Linked DNA regions of Mus musculus: region 1 is linked to region 2. The links are chromatin contacts, called in public promoter capture Hi-C maps. All regions are on one chromosome and are shown on one strand. Each heading gives the region's core, a stretch centred on a gene start, on an enhancer-like site or on the middle of the called end of the contact. The rest is flanking DNA. Distances are from core to core; before and after follow the strand shown. Region 1 has its middle 43 kb from the start of 4933412O06Rik. Region 2 holds the start of Hecw1 (HECT, C2 and WW domain containing E3 ubiquitin protein ligase 1).

The links. Promoter capture Hi-C pulls out the DNA fragments that hold promoters and counts their contacts.
Region 1: a contact with region 2 is called in a promoter capture Hi-C map of hippocampal neurons, with 6 times the contacts expected there. The contact joins the enhancer-like site here to the promoter of Hecw1 in region 2. A contact is called at or near these places in 7 of 39 promoter capture datasets (cranial neural crest, embryonic stem cells, hippocampal neurons and 3 more), 2 of 484 Hi-C or Micro-C datasets (both in cortical neurons), 4 of 115 datasets of contacts at active chromatin or transcription factors (astrocytes, embryonic forebrain, embryonic hindbrain and 1 more) and 2 of 9 other capture datasets (adipose tissue and liver).

The regions. Positions count from the first base shown.
Region 1 is chr13:15,758,301-15,761,000 of GRCm38.p6, forward strand. No RefSeq gene overlaps it. Among named protein-coding and RNA genes, the nearest start is that of 4933412O06Rik, 43 kb to the right of the region's middle. Within about 2 kb of position 1,296, at least 157 of the 459 cell types and tissues checked have an H3K27ac peak or open chromatin away from gene starts, as enhancers often do. A contact at or near this core is called in adipose tissue, astrocytes, cortical neurons and 3 more, where this site is marked.
Region 2 is chr13:14,521,826-14,524,525 of GRCm38.p6, forward strand. It overlaps Hecw1 (HECT, C2 and WW domain containing E3 ubiquitin protein ligase 1), which reads right to left and starts at 1,401. Exons shown (of 29, transcript NM_001081348.3): 1 at 999-1,401. Gm30893 (a long non-coding RNA gene) reads left to right here and starts at 770. Exons shown (of 2, transcript XR_382090.4): 1 at 770-858; 2 at 1,724-2,675.

The DNA.
Region 1 (2,700 bases), core at 46-2,545, 1.2 Mb after region 2:
AGAGAGAGAGAGAGAGAGAGAGAGAGGATGGAGTATGATTGTGATAGTCGGGATGCGGTGTTGGGGATATAGATCCATTGTCCAGAACCTCTCAGAATATGCCAGAACATAGCTTCATCCTGCTTAGGAAATGAAGTCCTAGCCATAACTGGTCAGAGGAACCTGATGACAAAGCTGCCCCTCTCTGAGGGCAAAGGCAAGTGCCTGAGTTACCTGGACATGGAGAGGGGGGCTCCTTTCTACTTACCACTTACTTTAGCTGTGGAGCCCCAATTGTCTCATCTACCTAACAAGATAATCAGGACAGAATGAATTATATAGGATGCCAGTGGGCATCAGGACAAGGCTGAACATTGTTGCTGTGCTTCCAAATACAGGGTTCAACGAATTCAATATGGATAGGCAACCCTTCCAAAGATGAAATAAAGAGGATGCCAAAGGGAACCAGCTGACTAGAAAAGGCACTCTGTAGGTGGGGGTAGGAAGGCGTGGTGCATAGAGGCAAAGCTGATGTATGGGCAAGACTGTGGCTTGGACACACAGCCCACACCGACAAAGAAATCTTGGATTGGGGACACCAGAACTGAATTTTACAGAGTAGCTAACTGGGACGTATACTTTTGGGAGAATATGGAAGAAAGTGAATGGGAGAAGCTGCAGCTTCCTTGGGCGATTAAGCCTCATACACAACGGTAACAGAGCATTTCAATCAAAGAACAGCTGCTGTTGCACGGTGCCAGAGGGAGAATCCTTCCAGTCCCTTTTCTGCTGCTTCTATTTCCGGTGTTAGCCAGAGAAAACAAAACAAAACGCATCTTTGGAACACACTACCATCACTCTCCATTCTCATGGGACGCCGCTGTCCTTTTTCCTTCCCCTTCTTCCTTCTGGGCGACCCTTTGCACACAGGGGACGACCCAGGTCCTGGGGCGCAGAATCACGGTTTAGTTATTGGCTTCCTCGCTGAACCCCTTTGCTGTGCTGCTTCCGCCACCGCGCGGCGACATGCGGAATGGCTGCCCGCAGGCCCGCGCTTTACTTTGCCAAAATCCCCAGGAGAGCATCGTTCCTCTCGGGTGTTAGCGAGAACCTACGTGAGCAGATAAAAAGCGTCTTGGTTTGACTATTCCAGGCATGTAGTGTTTAGAATCAATCGGAAGCTGCTGGAGAGGGGCGCCGCTTCGTGGAGTGGCTTTCCTGGATCTGGGCCAGTCTCTTCTTAGCACGAAATACAAATAAACAAGGATTCCTCGGTGGCGCAGGCTGTATTGGCGGATCTGCTGTGACAAGAGCGCTGTTGCTGACAGGGTGGGTCTAGGCTCGGTTTGGCATCTCTACTGTGAAGCAGCAGCCGGCAGCATCCCGCAGAGAGCCAATTCAGCATTCTTGGAGCTGTTTTTCCTCTTCTCTCCCCCTTCCTTACTCTTTCTGAACAAGCAAAATGACTTCCCTCAGGCCCTTTGGGAGATAGAGCATGAGGCCTGCCCCAGGGAGCCTTGTGCCTAAGTGGATAACAGTTCCGCCTTTGGCAAACCAGTTTCCTTAATTTCACAGTGGGCCCAAATCACCGCGCAAGGACAGTGAAGATTGAATGAGGCTTCTTTGTCTCGTGCCCACTTCTGCTCGCATGGCCTAGCAAGGTGCTCCTTTTACATGTTCCCTTTATTCAAACTGTTTGCCTTATCTGTGACCAGGCAACCTTTCAAACACGAATGTAGAGGAGATCAGGACAGCCAGAGCTACTAAGCATGTAGAGTGAGGGCAGATATGGGTGACCACAAGTCCTGGGGGTGGGGTTGGGTGGGGGTTGGGGTGGGGGTGGTGGGGAGAAGAAGGGGGAAACAGATCTGAAAAGCAGAAGAGGAGAGAGGTGGAGTCAGCTGGCTAGTGCCACATGATTGGTCAGGGACAGAGCTGGCCCAGTGTCTACTACCCAGAGGAAAACAGGACAGCAAGAAAGGGGTCCTTCTCTACGGGGGCCTTGGATCCAGAATACTGTGTGAGAGAGGACAACAAAAGCCTGGAAAATGACAAAGTCTGGGGGAAGAAGCTTCCAGCCAGGGTGTCAGGAGGAGAGCCCATTAGGGAGGGAAGGAACCGGGCACCAGGAGAACATCTCTTTGACTTCAGGTGCTCTGGGAATCACGCGCATGTGAGTGGGAATCTCAGAGTCAGGATTAGTCTCTGAGAGCCTTGATTCAACTTATTGGTCTCTCTCTCTCTCTCTCTCTCTCTCTCTCTCTCTCTCTCTCTCTCTCTCTCTCTCCCCATCTCTCTCTCTCTCTCTCCCCATCTCTCTCTCTCTCTTTGAGACAGGGTTTCTCTGTATGGCCCTGGCTGTCCTGGAACTCACGCTGTAGACCAGGCTGGCCTTGAACTCAGAAATTCACCTGCCTCTGCCTCCCGAGTGCTGGGATTAAAGGCATGCGCCACCATCACTCAGCGGCATCTCTTCGTATATAATTGTGTGTGTGTGTGTGTGTGTGTGTGTGTGTGTGTGTGTGTGTGACTTACTGAGTCCAATTAGTACTGGCCTTTTGTTCATGTGTTTACATCTGATCACTATGATTGGAGCTCCTTCCTGAACAAGAACAAAACAAACAAACAAGCAGGTTCACGGGATTTAGAGTTGGGTAGGACTGTCTAGAACCTTCATAGCATTTCTGACAGTGTGAGAGCTCTGAGGAAAATGCTTTCTGG
Region 2 (2,700 bases), core at 151-2,650:
GACAGAACCACAGCAAGCTGGGACATCTCTGCAGCCTGTTTTTCTGCCAGCTCCCCACACCCCCTCCCTACCCCCATGTTCTGAATTTGGCAGGGAAGAAGTTACCCTGTCCAGCCTCTGTGCGCAAGATGAACAGACCACACATCCACACTCCCAAAATTAGTCCAGTGCCTGGGAAATTGAGGCTGCAAGGCTGTCAGAAAGCCCTGGAGTGGAGGATGGAGGGCCACTTTGAGCTCTAGGATTTTGCTGCATTGTCATGGCCTGGTAAAGTAGGGAGAATGTGTCGAATCTCCGGCCAAAAATGGACCGGATGCGGCTTTCCCAGCGCCCCCTTGCCTGCCCCCAACCTCCGCCCCTTTCTCTTCCTATGTGCAGGTAACAGTAGGGTAGGCAAAAGGACCAGCTGCTCCCGCTGAAACTCAGGTGGCAGGCCCAGATGAGAGGCACAACGGGCCAGAGATAGGGAGTCGCCTGGGGAACACCCACACCGATCATCTTCCCATCCAGTCACCACCCAGTAGACTGCACCTGGCGGCCGGCTGCAGGAGCCTTTGAGTGAGCACAGAGAGTTCGAGCAGAAACCATGGGATACAATTGTCTAAAAGCCTTGGTTCACAAGGAGTGGGTGTGGGCTGGAAAGGGGGATTACGTAGGTCTCTCCGCCCCCTCCTCTGCCATCTCTTAGCCACTGGGAGGGCGCCCAGGGGCGGAGGAGGCGCTGCGAACCCGTTTGGGGGCTTCTTTGTTTCTCTTCGGGCCCCTATCTGCCGGCTGTACCCAAGCCTTGGGATGCCAGCCCGGCTTGGGCGGCGACCCGCCCCAAGTCAACAATTGAACCTCGCGGGAGAAGAGAGGGTGGGTAAAAGGGTGGATCCCGGCTCTCTGGAGGCAGTGCGCTGCAGGGGCTTCGCAAGGGTGAGGAAGCCGCCCCAGAAAGGGGGTGGGGAGAGGGCAGGGAAGGAGAGGCTGATGGTCTGAGCGTGGCGTCTGCTTACCTTGGCAGCCTCCAACTGGGCACAGATCATGCTCCGGTCCGCACGCAGGTTAGAACCGGGGGTCGCACGTGGCTTGCATAGGTGCCAGGCATTGAGGACCTGGTTTGCTAGTCCTGGGCGATCAGCGTCTTTTGCCTTGCTCTGGCTGCTTCGTATCCTGAGCCAACTATTGTCAGAGCCACCGTCACGGCTGGAGCAGCTCTCGACTGGTGAACCTGTGCGAGCCAGGAGGGGGTCCTCTGGGTCAGAGGCTCGTGGTGTTGCGGCTCAAACAAGGACTCCCAGTGCGTGGCAACGCAGCACACTTTATTGCTTTATCCTTCCTCCCGCATCCCCTCCCTTCCTGCCTGCTCCTCTGTGGGAACCAGACTTGAGAACCAACCAGGAGCCAGGCTTGCTCTCTGTGGCTGTGCTCCGCCCTGCAGCCTCACGCACCCGCACCCTCCTCCTCACCCCTTTAGTATATATATATATATATATGTATGTATATATGTATATATATATATATATATATATATATATATATATATATATATTCTTGTTACTATAGGCCCTATCCTTCCAACACTTAGCACGCGTCCGCGAGGCTTATCTGGAACCAGCCACGGTTCATCAGTTCCTTTGTGTACATGCAAATGTTGTGTTCAGAAAGGATGAGTACCTTCTAGGTAGGTACACTGTGTCAGGTGTTCTCACCTCAATTTCCTTACTTGTCCATTTCACAGATGCAGATACATTGCACAGCATCCTCCAGTATTTTCGCAGCAAGTTCCCCCAAAACAACGTTATGATCACAAATGCCATGCTTGTAAATCGCCCTAGGTATCTATTGTTGATAAGCTTAGCTTTCCAAGCAGGTTTAGTATTAAGCAGTACACATTGTCAAAATAGTAAAATGGAAGTAGGAAAAATGCAAATCTTTATTTGACCAGCCGACCAAGATGCAAAAGAAAGTGAAATGCTGGCCACTGATTTGGTCTAATTTGGGCTTGCTACGTTCACAAAGTGCGAAGGTTCTGAGCACACAACCCCCATAATCCGCAACTCTGTGTTTTTTACAATGCCTTTTTATTTCTACCTATTTTCCTGCCCGGCACTCCCCAGGCAAACTATTTTTCACATCTTAGAGGTGTACCTTTTCCCTTACCCAGGGAACACCCTAGTATTCTTACTATACTTAGTAATGCCTGGTAATTCCTCTTAGTCACCCTGGTAATACCTCTAGCTCCAGAACCTTTTCTTGAAGAGCTGATTGGATATATCTCCATTTATAACAATAAGACAGATGGCTTCTCACTGGTGTTCTTCTTGTTGACCCACCTCTTGCCACTGATTACACTCTTGCAGCAGAACTTTACAGAAGAGGAAACCACGGGAAACCAAGTGAAGCCTCAATTCCCACCCTCCTCCCTCCCCCGGGAGCACCTCCCTTCCAGCCTGCGCTCGTCACTTCAGGTGCCCAGTGATTTCTCAATGGACATTTCCCTCTGTCTGGCAGGAATCTGATTTTCCCACCAGATGAGTTCAACGCTGTCTGTTTTTCAAACCATATCTCAAAAGCCACACAGAACCCTGAGCACACATTTCACCAGATTTGACAGATGAGCTTTGGTATGAAGAAAACCTCCAAGAATGGACTTGGCTGAGGTGCAACAATAAACACCAGAATCAACCAAATGATAATACCAACCAGAAATTTGGA